Regions from separate parts of the Mus musculus genome. Here all the other regions are linked to region 3. A link is a contact called in public Hi-C and promoter capture Hi-C data. All regions are on one chromosome and are shown on one strand. The core of a region is the stretch at or near the end of the contact, and the rest is flanking DNA. Distances in the headings are between cores, read along the strand shown.

Region 1 (2,700 bases), core at 21-2,520, 280 kb after region 3:
CTGGACTTCCTCACCACAAAGGGTTGTACCTCTAACTAACGGTGAGCCAAAAGAAAGACTTTCTCTCTGAAGTTGCTTTTGTCAGTATTTGTCACAGCAACAGGAAAAACAAAACAAAACAAAACAAACCCCAAAAAACAAAAGACAGTGGTCAAGAACACTTGAGAAGCAGTGGCAACCTTGAGTGGGCTCATGGGGAAGGAGCTGAGGAAGGTCCTCATGGCTGCCATAAAGCTTCCCTGCTTAGCTCCCAGGTCTGCCACGGGTCCACTGACACTGGAGCATGGTCCTTAGTGTGTGTGCTCCAGGGTCATGGATTCACCTCTGTGGAACTCAGCAGCCAGCTCTCATGCCCAGAGCTTAAGTTCTAGGGTCAGACGCCATGTCTGGCACAGTGGCTGGCTCAGGGAAGAATGCTTTGAAACCTTTCCATGAGTTTTCATTATGCTTTCTGGTAAGTGGTTCTCCAGCTACACCTGAACACAAATCTGAGGATTTTAGGACTCACAGTCTGACCTCCAGGGGAAGTCTGAGTTGAGAGAGGCTGAAGATGAGAAAATATTGGGGCTTAAAAGCACTCGTTACCTCCATTGTCCTGATGGATCCATAAAAGTAGCCTGAGAAGGATATGGTGTAAGAAATTAGAGAAATTGGTCTCGGGATTTGACAGATGGATGGGGAAATGGTGTGTGTGTGTGTGTGTGTGTGTGTCTGTCTGTCTGTCTGTCTGTCTGTCTGTGGTAAAGGGAAACACCAGCTGTGTGGTGTGTGAGGGGCAGCACATCTTTTTACGTGCTTATCAATTATCAGCCTTTCCAACCCTGCTTTTCAACTCAGTCTGCAATCCTTCCATCAATCTGCCAGCTGTTTACAAGGATTGCTTTGCCCGGGCACTTTACAGAGTGATGATCTCTTTCCCCAAAGCTTCAGGCTAGGTGAACTAGGATTCTTTGGACCGTTCTGTGCTTGTCTAAACAGAAACCTCGGCAGCTAGCTAGGAATGGCCATCCCTAGGAGCTCTGCAGAACACTGCATGATGGGGCTGCTCAGATCCTCGGGCTTCAGTTGAGCCCCTCAGAGAGATATCCCTTCCTTCTTATCCATGCTCTTCATTTCTCCCCACTCTTTAGTGGCGCTTCTCGGCCCTCCCTTGGGACAGGGCCTCCTCCCTGTTTTGGCTCCAAAGGCAATTTCATCACTCCACTGTTTATAGCCTTTGCAAGGAATCTGGAATGATTTAAATGAAGCCTGGCTGACACCAGCCTTCAGCAAACACCCCTCCCATAGCTGCTTTGCCACACCCTTGCTCCCCTGGTAAGAGCCCCTTAAATTGCTTGTCATTAACAAAGGGAGTCAATAAGGACCAGCACTTTCCAGAGCTGCAAGACCTGGCCCACGGAGGGGAAGGACAACTGCCTGCCCAGAGCCCAGTCCTCTTTAGACCAGTGGTTCCTGAGTGTTGGCCCTCTTCCCCTTGATGACATCTCAGTTCTGTACCTCATAGTCCTCTCCCGTCCCCAAAGAGGGTTTCTCATTTTCCTAATCCCCTGACTTCCTGCTGTCCGGTGTAGAGTCCTGCCCTGGGGGACTCTGATTGGCCTGTATCTGGAACGCCTCGGCAGCTTGCCACGTTAGACTCTCTCACTTTAATGAGAACATAATCCAAAGCATTTGTGGGGCTCCCTCAAGCCAAGCCTTTTGTTAAGTACAAAGTCGATGTGTTTATGTCTCATTGAGCTTGGTTCTGGTTGGAGACCAGATGAACATATGAACAGAGTGAGCAAAGCTGGGAGGAAGTGTTAAGCCCTGTGAGGAGATGGATGGGAATTAGATGGGGACCAGGACACAGCCCTGGTGCTGAGGCAGACAGGCTCCCCTGGGGCAAGGGAGAAGAGTTCTCCTTCATCTCCCCATTGTCCTAGCCTCATGGGGCATGGTGACTCAGTGTTGGGGATATAGCTCTCAGAACGAGGCTTACAAGTCAGAGTCACTACTATCCCATTACAAAGACCCAAGGGTAGTAGTAATTGCTTCTTAGTGTCCAGGAGTCTGGAGTCAGAACCCAGAACACATGCACCATCTACAGAGTTGCCAGGAGAGCGGGGATAGGACCCTTCCACCCAGGCCTGCCATCTGTTTACCCATCAGAACTCCCAGCAAGGTGTCACTTCCTTTAGGTCAGTCCACCTTCCCCTGGGCTCCTGTCAGTCCAGGGCTGATGCTACAGTGAATGCCAGTAAAGGTAGCTTGTGGACTTTTGGTGAAGGCCTGAATGTTTTCTGATGTTTTAGCCACGAGCTCATTTTCATTGAAAAACAAATGAAGAACAATCATTTAAAATATGGTTTCAATCTGTTTTATTCTTGGTATTGTCTATGGCCAAGGGAGTGTTGACACACGGGGTTTGCAAGAGCTTAAGGCAACAGAGACACATTGGGGGTGGGAGTGGGGGTTTGAGGCTTGAACTATCAGGAAATGGAAGGTGGGGAGGAGGGCCGAGGGAGGCAGCAGAGTTCAGGTGAGTCTTCCTTCCCTTCCACAGAGCTAGCCACACATGGCATAAGACATTCTTTTCTTTAAACAGGAAGGATTCTTGTTTGGGCGAAGTGGCAGGGGTGGGGACATGAATATATGTGACATTTAGGACTTTGGGTTTGCCCAAAGTTAGGGTGACCTTGCTGTAAAAATGTAAAAGTCGTT
Region 2 (2,864 bases), core at 300-2,799, 460 kb after region 3:
ATCTCCCAGACTCAAGCTGCCCTTAGGCCTCTTCCCCTCAGTGGTAATTTGAAATTACCCATTTGTTCTTTTCCTTGGGTGATACTAGAGTGATCTTTCATTTTTTTTTTAATTTTTTTAAAAATAAATATGTTTTCCTCCTTTCTGATTATAAAACATCTTTTTTAAACTGAAAGTTTGGAAAATAAAAAGAGAAAAAAGTAGAAAAAAATTATACATGAACTCAGATACAATGAATGATGTCTGGATCTTTAAAAAATTATTGTTATTACTTCTTAAATTACATGTAGCTGGGTGGTGGGGGTGCCTTTAGTCTCAGCACTTAGAAGGCAAAGACAAGCGGCTCTTTTGAGTTCGAGGCTAGACTGCTCTATAAAGCTAGTCCCAGGACAGCTAGGGCTACACAGAGAAACCCTGTCTTAAACAATGGCCTTAAATTATGTGTTTGTGTGTGCATCTGTGCATACAGGTATCATAAGACGTCAGAAGGGGGAGTCAGATCCGCCGGAGCCGCCTGACTTGGTTGCTGGGCCTCAAAAGTTCAGCAAGAACACCTTTCTTTCTTTCTTTCTTTCTTTCTTTCTTTCTTTCTTTCTTTCTTTCTTTCTTTCTCTTTCTTTCTTTCTTGTTTGTTTTTGTGTTTTGCTTTTTTTTTTTTTTTCGAGACAGGGTTTCTCTGTGTAGCCCTGGCTGTCCTGGAACTCACTCTGTAGACCAAGCTGGCCTCAAACTTAGAAATTCGCCTGCCTCTGCCTCCCAAGTGCTGGGATTAAAGGCGTGTGCCACTATTGCCCTGCTCTTCCAAAGGTCCTGAGTTCAAATCCCAGAAACCACATGGTGGCTCGAAAGAGCACTTTCTTAACTTTAGTCGTCTCTCCAGTCCCATGTCTGGATATTTTGATATATTTATTCCAGACATTTTCTACTGTTTCCTGCTTCCTCCCTCCTCGGTCTGAATCAGAGCTACTACTTTCTGATATTAGTGACTGCCTCCCAGGTTCCCGTTTCCCTGGGCTGTGGGACATTTCTGTAACCTGCTCTTGCACTAGTTCTCCTATAACGCTGGCCTAGGACTGAACTTTCTTGTAAATCGCGGCGGGTATTTTAAAGACCCAGTTCAGTAGCATTAATCCGGCAGCAAATGGTAATAACGCCTCTTTTCATGAAGGAGTTTTTTTTTAAAGCAAGTTTTAATTACTTAGCATTTAGAAGGGCAATAGATCTACTCGTGCACGCTGGCATTTTAACACCAGGTAATGATTTTGATCTTGCCCAGGCTCACCTGGAAAGCAATTTGAAACCTGGGCTGGACGTATGGACAGGGCACCAGGCGGGACACTGACCCAGCGCGGCTCCCCTTACCTAGGCAGTGCCAGGGCCTCTTCGCTGCGGCGGAAAGCCCCGGCGATAGAGGGGAGGGCCAGCACTCCGTCAAGGTCGAACGCGGCTACACGCAGCGCCATGGCGGCCCGGGCTGCAGCGTCAAGCTGACACAGACACGAAGCTGGAAGGCTGTGGCCTAGAGTGGGGAGGCTGGCTGTGGGAACCTAAGATTAGGGTCGTGCCAATCTCAGCACCGCCCCTCGCCCCGCCCCGCCCCGCCCCGCCCCGCCCAGTACTGACACTGCCCTGCCTACTGATCAGCTGCCTAGCCCGGAGCTTCTTGCTGGATGTCCCACCCAAGTGTCAATCCTGGTCTTGGCCACTTTTTCCTCCTTAGCCTAAGGACTAGAAACCCTGCCAAGGCTCCCCAATTCTCAGACTTTGACCGTTTGGAAACAGGCTTGGTATGGGGAGAGAGGGGTCTTGAGGAGGCAGGTTGGAGGAGACGGAATATTCTAAACATTTTCTCCTTCAGTATTTGGTCTTGATTGGCATATCCCATGTATGTTGGGATCTGTGGACCCTCTTCTCTAAATGTGGTCCACATCTTTGCAACCCCCTCACATCTGCCTGCTTCTTCTAGCAGTGTTTCTGGAATGCAAGACAGCCTCCTGTCTTGGTGTGCTAACCCAGAATACTTTTTCTCTTGAGGATTAAAAGAAATTAATCGAGTCTGTTTCCTTTTTCTACACTGTATTGTTTAAAAGTGAGCTGGGCTTCTTGGAGGTTTCTGGAACCTTCCTGCCCCTTGGCCCAGTGCTCTCCCTAGTTAAGAGAAAAAAGAGAAACCTCCTCTACTAATGAGTTAATTAACAAATCCACCGTTTAGTCCAAGGCTGTTGTGAAAGACTGCCTCCCTTACTGAAACCGGGAATTGGCTTCTTCCTTTGCTCTGGTTGCTGCGTGTTAGGTGGTGGGAAATGGCCCTACTGTGGGTTAATTTTTGTGAGTCTTTCAGACACTTCCTCTTCTTGCCTCAAGTCTTGTCTGGGGCAGTTTGTGTTTTCTGAGATTCACACCTAAGAAATGGAAAGTGGCTGAAAATGTGGGGGTGTTGCCCTGAGAACAGAAAGGGTCTTTTGAGAGTGCCTGTAGTGGATGGAGTGTTTAAGAAATAAACGAGATAGCTGGGCATGGTGGTGCACTTGGGAGGCAGAGGCAGGCAGATTTCTGAGTTCGAGGCCACAAAGTGAGTTCCAGGACAGCCAGGGCCATATAGAGAAACCCTGTCTTGAAAAACTGAAGAAAAAAAAAAGAAAGAAAGAAAGAAAGAAAGAGAGAGAGAGAGAGAGGGAGGGAGGGAGGGAGGGAGGGAGGGAGGGAGGGAGGGAGGGAGGGAGGAAGGAAGGAAGGAAGGAAGGAAGGAAGGAAGGAAGGAAGGAAGGAGATGGTCCTGGGCCTGAAGACAGAACGAGAGAGAACGTGAGCTGGGTATGGTCCCGTCTGCCTGTAATTCCAGCATTCCAGATGCAGAGGTAGAA
Region 3 (2,732 bases), core at 28-2,527:
ACAGTTAGGAGGGTGGTCCCTGAAGATGACTAAAGCTCTTCTAAGTAGTCAGCTGAGGGTTGGCAGCTGTACTGTGGGGTGGGCAGAGTTGAGTTTGGCAGACTCTCCTGTTAGAAATCTGACCTTGAAACCCTGTTCTTGTGTTTAGCCAACAAACAGGAACTTATTTATGAATGCTAGCTTCTGCACACTTCGGTCCAGACCCATCATCTGATCTATCTAGTTGTGGCTCACACTGGGTTCTTGGGGGAGGGAGGGAGGGAGGGTATGTCTCTCTGATAGTCTTTCTCTTCCCACTGTTCTCATCTGAATTCATTGCTTCTTTAACACCTGCTTGAATCTCTTTTTAATCCTTCCAATTTGTGTTTAATTTTATTGTGTGTATCTGTATGTGTGTACATGTGTACAAGTGTATGGGGGGAGGGGACTGAAGTCAAATTCTGATGTCGTTCTATATTGAGGGTTTTTAATACAGAGTTCCCTTGCTGGTCTGGAACTCACCAAACAAGCTAGCTTTCCAGCCAGTGAGCCCAGCAATCGTCCTGTCCACAGCTCCCCAGCACTGGAGTCACAGTGTGTGCCACCACGCCATCTTTTTTTATGTGGGGGCTGGGGATCGAGCTCGGGTCCTGCTTGAGAGGTCAGGGTCCTGTGGATTCCACTATCGCCCACCCTAGTGTATCTCCTTTTTAAAAAAAAAAAAAACAAGGTAATTGTTTGTGTTGAGGTTTCCAGTCCTTTGAGGTCCAGTCAGACTTCCAACCAGAGGGCTTCTCCCAGGCCCGTTCTCTCGTGCCTCATGCAGTCTTTGTGCTCCACAGACACTGGCATTGTTACTGAATTGTGTTGATCTTGACTTCGGAAGTTCTTTCAGAGCCCACCACCCCCACCCCAGACTTTATTCTAAATAGCACCAGTGTGTGAATTGTCCAAGTCCTTTGGGAGTGGATGTAACTTCAGGAAATGCCAAATTTGCTGAATGAATTGAGAAACGCCAGTTCCGTGCTACAATAAATTTTACAAGACTTGCTTCCTTGGGTGTGTCACAAACCAGGTCTAGCCGCCATTTTCTCAGAAGCTGTCCAAAAAGTATTTTGAGCAAGGCCTTTAACACAATCACTGAGTCCCAAAGCCAAGGGCTGGAATGCTGTGCAGAGAGTTGTAAGTCTGAGGATGGCCACAAGGGGGCAGGCGTAGTCCAAACTCCCTCTAGAAGTTGCTTTTAGAACTTTTTTTTTTTTTTAAATAAAGACTGGAGGTTGGAGCACCTCCCACCCAGTCAGTACCTAGCAGAGCTGTGGGTGACTCCACAGAATATCTCCGGATCGCTTTCTGAGGCTGACCGACGCTGCACCAAGACAAGGAGTCCCACGTGCAGACCTGTTATTCAGCCACTTTGTTGAACGGATCCTCCCATAGAAGTGACTCTGTGGCCCTGGCCTAAATCACTAGGTGACCCTGAAGACTCTTTCTATATGACTCCATCTGGATTTGGCTGGCTGTGGGTACAAGCTTCAAGGGACTTTCTGGGTCTTCGTGGGGCAGCAGTCAGCTCTCTGGCTACCATGGCAATCGCTGGGAACTGAAGGGACAGGGCCCAGCCTCAGCACGGGGCATACAGGTGAGTTTTGACATTTTGACCTAGAAGCTTGGGGTAATGGTGTCCCAAGGGCAGATGGAGGAAGCGGTGTGCTGGTGAAGCTGAGAGTTGGGAAGTCCTGCTGACAGAGGACCTGGAGTTGCAGGCCTCCAGGTGGGAGGGTACGAGGGATCTGAGCCTGTAGACACACAGGGGCCCCAGGACTCAGTTACTAGAGCTGTAGTGTGTGAGCCCGCATCCAGATGCCAGAGGGATGCTATGGCTTCAGTGGCATCTCTGGCTGTCTTATGTCACAGCTCCAGAGCCTATTCAGGGAGTAAATGCATGTGCACAGTATGCAGTGCGCATGGGCGCATGTGTGGGTGCATGCATGGGTGCATGTGCATGCATTGTGCGTGGGCATGTGTATGTGTGTAAACACACCAGGGTGGGACAAATGAAGCAGGAGGTTATTAGTGAAGCATCTGGGCCTCTCTAACTGTGAGTTGGGACCCGGTGAACTGATGAATCCAGTTAGAAAAATAACAGGTTTAAGACCTATCTAGTAACTTTTTCTTGGGGGCCAAATTTGCAGTGACTTTATTTGGTTTAAATGAGTTTTAGAACCCAGGCAGTCCAAAGAGAAGCTGTAAGCCCTGCCAAGTGAGAGACCAGAGTCCACGGAAAAAGATTCAGAGTCGCAAGTGAGGCCCCTGATCTAGCTCCCTGCCTCAGCAGGAGTTTAGCCCTTTTGGTGCTCCCAGAGAAACTTCCAGAACCAGGGTTCAAACCTCAGTCTTAAGCCACTTTTGAGGTTGCTTTTTTGTGAAGGGAACCCCCACACAACTTCATTTCTGGGACTTTTTGAGCAATGGGGAGTCCTCAGGACTCTGAGATCCCCATCTGCTGAGGAAGAAAGAATTTTACAGTCTTTGACTGTCCCCTGTCTTGCATGGCTTTGAAAGGTCCTCGCTCCTGTATCAGCTCACATGATGCTCACTGTGTCCTCTTCGCTTCCCCCTTCCCAGGGAGGTGTTCCGCAGAGTGGACTTCACATCACAGGTCAGCAAAGTAGAACACCTTCCCAAACTGAGAGATAATAAAAGGAGCCCTTGTGCCGTGAGCTCCCTCCCTCCGGCACCTGTGCAGAGGG
Region 4 (2,700 bases), core at 29-2,528, 340 kb after region 3:
TTGCCTTTACCCAACCAGGCCAGCAGGAAGCCTCACATCCAGCGTCTTCCAGAGCGAGGGTTGTGGCTGCAGGCCGGGCAGCCCATGTGGTGTTCATGGGCACCTACCTCTCTGACCTCCCCCACTGATGTGGGCTGGTAGTACATCTCTGGACTGCAGCCATAGGTCTTCGCCCAGTTTTGGAACTGGACCCCTTTGTACCCATGGACCTATACCAGGAAGAAAGCCAGGTCTCAGTAGGCAAGCAGTCACTGTCCTCTCTGTATGTCACATCACCAACCCCAAACCCCGTAGACACAAAGAGGAGAGGACATGGCCACAGCACAGAGAGCCCCAGCTCCCTTTGGCTACTATGGTTCTTAGGTCAAGGGCCACTAGGAAGATCAAACAGCACCGGCTGCTCAGAAGCTGGCAGCCCACACCCAGCATCCTAATGCTATCTTTGATCACTCCAGGTCAGAATGGTGGGAATTCTGCCCATTCTGAAGGCCAAAGCGATAGATGGGATCAAAGACAAGGACAAATCCTGATAAGCCAGGACTCGGGTCAATTCCTGCTCCAGGTGCGCATTATGGATGGCCCAGCAGATAAGTAGGGCGGTCTGAGAAAGGGCTGGAGGAGAAGGCGCTGGAGGCAAGGGCTGGGGTCTGACTTCCCTGGCAGGGAAGGGGTATCCCTTAGGTGTTCCATGGTGGTAGCATCTTAGCCTCTAGCCTGGGAATCAGAATCATGTTTTCTGCACACCACTGTATAGCCAGCCAGATACGGTGGGTCTTCTGTGTGTCCTGGCTTATTAGATCTTACAATAATGTCACGAAACAGGACATTAGTCTTCTTTTAGCTGTCAAAATTAAGGCTCAGAGCAGTCAGGGTCTTCCCTAAGTTCACACAGAAGCCCAGTGAAGGCATTAAGAGGTCAGCCCAAGCCTTCCACTTTCATATCTCTTCTAACACCCCAACCGTTCCCCAAGTTCACTTGGGGGATCCCCAGTGGCCCCTCTGATGGCCCCAGCCTTGGTCTGACTTTACCTTCCCTCACTTGGCTCACAGATGCAGCCTGGACACAGCCGGCTGTATCTACTGGCGGTCTCACAGACCCCCTATCATTCCTACCATGATTCCAGCGATCAACAGGGTCAGACGACTTGACTTGAAGCGTTCCCACAGGAAGTTGAACAAAGCCCTGGGCAGCAGCAGATGCAGTGGTCAGGCAACCTCGGCTCTGGGTTACCTCAGGCAGAACGGGACTGGAAGTTTAGCCACAGGTACCAAGAAAGGCAGGAAACCGGTGTTGAACAGGCTCCTCCCCCTGCAAGACCCAGGCAATCTGTAAACAGCAGCTGGGTCCCGCCCCCTGCCCTCTGTCTGCGAGCTCCAAGGAAGCTCGGGAGGTGTAGGTTAAACAGCAGCATCTGTGCCCCTGAAACCCACTGCTGGAGCTCTGAGCCCAACCTTGGGAGTCCAGAGCCAAACACCACTGTCAGGCTCAGACCTAGGCTAGCTGCCTACGCGTCTGACTTTGGCCGCTTTAAAGCCAGGTACCCATGCAGCTCTTGTACTGAGCCATCCAAACACTGCCCCCCACCCCCCACTATGTTTGGTGATTGTGGGAAGGGACAGCTGAGTATAGTCTAGTGCCATTCAGAATCAGTACCCGGTATTCTACTGAAGCAGTCAGGTGGAGGCTGTTTTGGTTAAAAAAAAAAAAAAAACAAAAACAAAAACAAAAAACCCAGACTCTTCACTTGGGTCTACAAGGTACCTAAAAGCAGGGTGGGAGCCTGACACCGCTATCTTCATTTTGTGTCTCCTCCCCTGAAGGCATGGAAATAAGTCATTTCCCATAGAGTCACTTTGGATATGTTTGTTTGTTTGCTTGCTTGTTTTTTTCCAGACAGGGTTGCTCTGTGTAGCCCTGTTATCCTGGAACTCACACCTTAGCCCAGGCTGGCCTTGAACTCACAGATCTGCCTGCCTCTGCCTCCCAAGTGCTGGGATTTAAGGCAGGTTCCACCACGCCTGGCTACCATGGATTCTAAGAATAACAAAACCTCAGAGTAGGGACCACCTTCCAAAAGAGGGTGGTTATCTGTGAAGGTGAGGCTGTGCCCTGGAGTCCAAGGACCCATGAGAACTAAATAAGCTCTGGTGTAGAAAACAAAAAGGCCTTGTGCACACAGATAAGCAGGGTGGAGAAATCAGGAAAGTTTCTGGCAGTGAATCTGGTCCATGGTATGAGGTGCATGGCTGCTCTTCCTGGAATGGCTGGAGTGATGTAGTTTTACAGTCTGGTGATTCTTTGCTGTCTGATGAGGCAGACTCTGTCATATCTTCCAGGCTTACTGCTTTTACTTATTCCAGACCCTTTCCTCCTAAATGTTATGATTGATGTCTCTTGCGTTTCATTCACAACAGTGTAAGTGACTTCTGTGTGATCTTAGGGCCAGGCCAACCTTAGCTCCCACAGATGCTATGTTTACCTTAGTCAAGATCCCTAGACCATTATCTCGAACATTGTTTCAGCAAGAAACCATCTTACAGATGAAGCCATAGGTACTTAGCCAAGAGCTTCAATGTAAACCTGTTTTAAGCTTTGTGGCCTTCACGGAGCTGAGTTAATTGTTATCTGAACACTTCCCCTCAGTAATTCTGCGGTGCTTAAATATGGCTAAAGGAGAAGGACCTGGGCCAGACTCTTGA
Region 5 (2,920 bases), core at 98-2,597, 340 kb before region 3:
TCTTGCTTTTAAGGAACCTGAGAAGCTGAGGAGAGGAGAGGGCAGCTGTTGCAACACATGGGCTTGAACAGGGTACCTCGAGCAGAGCTGAAAGAGAGGACTGACGAAGCAGTCTGGGAGGAGCTACAGATGGGGATGGCTGTTCCAGCAGAAAGCCTAGGATGAGTCCATGAAGGTGGTGTGGGATGTACAAGGGGGAGAGAGAGAGAAACGACCCAGTGAAATAGCCAGAGACCCGGGGAGAAGCCAGAGAGTCAGTTATCCTGGTGTGCCCAGGACTGACTTGGCTTCAGGGGCTTGGGTCGCTAGCTCCGTGCAAGCAAGTGCAAGGCCCTGGATATAATCCTCAGCAAGGCCAAAGCCGAGGGGAGGAGAAGGGTAAGAAGAAAAGGGGGAGCTGGGCGTGGTGGCACACGCCTTTAGTCCCAGCACTTGGGAGGCAGAGGCAGGCAGATTTCTGAGTTCGAGGCCAGCCTGGTCTACAGAATGAGTTCCAGGACAGCCAGGGCTACACAGAGAAACCCTGTCTCAAAAAACCAAAAAAAAAAAAAAAGAAAGAAAGAAAGAAAAGAGAAGAGAAGAGAAAAGAAAAGAAAAGAAAAGAAAAGAAAAGAAAAGAAAAGAAAAGAAAGGGAAAGAAAGGGAAAGGAAAGGAAAGGAAAGGAAAGAAAAGAAAAGAAAAGAAAAGGGGGAGGAAGGAGAGGGATGGAGGGTGATAGAAAGACGGAGCGAGCATAAGGAGGAGATGGAGGAAAGGGGGGAGGGGAAGATGAGGAAGAAGAGAGGAAGGGAAAGAGGAAAGAGGAAAGAAGAGAAGGCTGAAAACAAGGAGCATCTCCAGGAAGCCCCTCAGTCGCCATGAGTTGTTCTGGAGACTTGGATGGCCCACGAGAGCTGATGGTTTCTATAGAAACCCGTCTGAGCTGCCATGAGGTTGGGGAGAGAGCCGGAAAGTCAGTCAAGAGCCCGAACAGGAATCTGAGCCCTGCCAGGAAGTCAAGGCTTCGCCCTAGGTACTGAACAGTTGATCCGGGACTGTGAGATAGGAAAGCGATCTGAGGAGACTTGCATTTAGAGGGCTCTGGTGCCTGGGTAACTGGAAAGAGGGGATGTGCAAAGAACCGCCCATCACAGAGTCTCCAGAGAGGTGGAGCGAGACCGGGGAGCTAGAAGGATATAGACTCAAAGCGACAGCAGGACTTGGAGATACAGAGAAGGTTGGCGAGAGAGACTCTCGGGTGCCTGGCATCAGCACTTGGAAAACAATGGGGAAGTAATGAGGGTGGTTCAGAAAGGCCTTCCCACACCACCCTGCCCTGGAATGCAAACAAACCGTTCCTTCCCCTGCAGCTGCTGTTGGTTTGACGGTGATCTTGCTGGGTGTGCAAGTGTATTGGACGTCCCAGGGACAAGGGGAGGGGGTGAGAACTGCGGGGTAGTCAGGAGGCTCCTCTGGAGGGTGAGGAGGAGGAGAGAGAGAGAGAGGCTGTGTTAAACTGTAGGTTTCAGAAGCCCTTGCCTACTCTGGTTTGGTTTCCACAAGACCCTTAGTGGGGGGGGGGGGGGGAGAAAGGAAGGAGGGGCAGAGGGAGGACCTGGCACCTTTATCTTACCGTTGCGGAATTTAGGATGGAGTAGCAAGCCCAAGCAATGACTGTCTAACAGCAGGCCTGGGTCATGACTGAGAGTTTGACTCCAAAGAACACCTCTTCCCACCTCACAGTTGCTCCATAGCCACTCTTCCTGAGTGGACACGGCCTCCTCATTCAGTATTTGGCCTGGAAATCCTCCCATTTCTCCCCACAGCCTAGAGGGCAGAGAAGGTGGCAGGGAGTGGGAAGGATTAGATCTGGTGTTCCCATGGGCTTTCAGAGAGCGGCTGAAGACTGCTGTCAAGAACTGGAATTAGCTGGGCATAGTGGCATACACCTTTAGTCCCAGCATGAGATCTCTACCAGCCTGGCCTACATAGTGAATTCTAGGACAGTCAGAGTTACTTAGTGAGACCGTCTCAAAACAAACAAATAAATAAATAAATTTCGGATTATCAGATAATTTCTTCCTTTTCTTTTTTATATTTTAAATTTTTTCTTTTTTTCTTTTTTCTCTTTTCTAATTCTTTTGTTGTTGTTGGGTTTTGTGTTTTTTGGTTTTTTTTGGTTTGTTTTGTTTTTGTTTTTGTTTTTTTTTTGTTTTTCGAGACAGGGTTTCTCTGTATAGCACTGGCTGTCCTGGAACTCACTTTGTAGACCAGGCTGGCCTCGAACTCAGAAATTCGCCTGTCTCTGCCTCCCAAGTGTTGGGATTAAAGGTGTGCGCCACCACGCTATGCCCAGAATCTCTTAAAGAGACATAAAAAAAAAAAAAAAAGATGAAACTGGAGCCTTCAGATAAAGCCCAGTGTCGTCTCAAATGTTTAAACCACACACGTTTCCATTCCCACGTGAATTTTGATGTCTGTCCTTTCCAGTTTTGATTCTTCTGTTTGTGGTCTTCCTCCCATTTCTCTCTGTCCATCTTCAGTTGTAGTCATAAATCTCAACTACCCACCCTCTAGGATGGAATTCTTCACAGGATCCCAGATTCTCCACATGTTTCCATATTTCTTTTATTAAGCAGGCACATGACTGGTGTTTGACAGTAATGCTGTCATCAGAATGTTAAGAAATTCGCATTTCTCAGCTGGCTTCGTTAGTCCCGGGCTCCAGCAGAGAATGGACGCTAGAGGGCGCTACTTCCCCTCTTTTCTAAGTCTAGACAGCAGCTCCCGTCCTGATCTCCTGGGTCTTCCAAAGTTTGTCACTCATTTGCTTTGAGCACGGTTCACCAGCTTTTTCAGAGTTCTGGGTGTACGTGTACACCTTCGAGAAACGCTCATTAATTCACTTCAAGTCTTTTGTTTCACTTAAATTACTTTTTT

What was found. Promoter capture Hi-C pulls out the DNA fragments that hold promoters and counts their contacts. A called contact is a pair of places that touch in the nucleus more often than the background predicts.
Region 1: a contact with region 3 is called in a promoter capture Hi-C map of frontonasal cranial neural crest, with 4 times the contacts expected there. The contact joins the enhancer-like site here to the promoter of Scara5 in region 3. A contact is called at or near these places in 12 of 39 promoter capture datasets (3T3-L1-derived adipocytes, the SN4741 cell line, cranial neural crest and 8 more), 3 of 484 Hi-C or Micro-C datasets (embryonic stem cells and liver) and 2 of 9 other capture datasets (embryonic stem cells and pancreatic islet).
Region 2: a contact with region 3 is called in a promoter capture Hi-C map of hippocampal neurons, with 5 times the contacts expected there. The contact joins the promoter of Ephx2 here to the promoter of Scara5 in region 3.
Region 4: a contact with region 3 is called in a promoter capture Hi-C map of embryonic stem cells, with 2.4 times the contacts expected there. The contact joins the promoter of Gulo here to the promoter of Scara5 in region 3. A contact is called at or near these places in 4 of 39 promoter capture datasets (the 3T3-L1 cell line, HPC-7-derived erythroid cells, embryonic stem cells and 1 more) and 2 of 9 other capture datasets (macrophages and pancreatic islet).
Region 5: a Hi-C map of embryonic stem cells shows a contact between it and region 3, with 4 times the contacts expected there. The contact joins the enhancer-like site here to the promoter of Scara5 in region 3. A contact is called at or near these places in 4 of 39 promoter capture datasets (embryonic stem cells, liver, pre-B cells and 1 more) and 6 of 484 Hi-C or Micro-C datasets (B cells, the HL-1 cell line, the P5424 cell line and 2 more).

The regions. Positions count from the first base shown.
Region 1 is chr14:65,941,846-65,944,545 of GRCm38.p6, forward strand. All of the region lies in intron 1 of Scara3 (scavenger receptor class A, member 3), which reads right to left. Among named protein-coding and RNA genes, the nearest start is that of Scara3, 11 kb to the right of the region's middle. Within about 2 kb of position 1,271, at least 44 of the 459 cell types and tissues checked have an H3K27ac peak or open chromatin away from gene starts, as enhancers often do.
Region 2 is chr14:66,122,973-66,125,836 of GRCm38.p6, forward strand. Ephx2 (epoxide hydrolase 2, cytoplasmic) reads right to left here and starts at 1,550. Exons shown (of 19, transcript NM_007940.4): 1 at 1,363-1,550. The coding sequence starts at 1,463.
Region 3 is chr14:65,665,126-65,667,857 of GRCm38.p6, forward strand. Scara5 (scavenger receptor class A, member 5) reads left to right here and starts at 1,278. Exons shown (of 9, transcript NM_028903.2): 1 at 1,278-1,621.
Region 4 is chr14:66,007,932-66,010,631 of GRCm38.p6, forward strand. It overlaps Gulo (gulonolactone (L-) oxidase), which reads right to left and starts at 1,279. Exons shown (of 12, transcript NM_178747.3): 1 at 1,114-1,279; 2 at 108-209. The coding sequence starts at 1,116.
Region 5 is chr14:65,325,419-65,328,338 of GRCm38.p6, forward strand. No RefSeq gene overlaps it. Among named protein-coding and RNA genes, the nearest start is that of Gm41178, 28 kb to the left of the region's middle. Within about 2 kb of position 1,348, at least 38 of the 459 cell types and tissues checked have an H3K27ac peak or open chromatin away from gene starts, as enhancers often do. A contact at or near this core is called in embryonic stem cells, where this site is marked.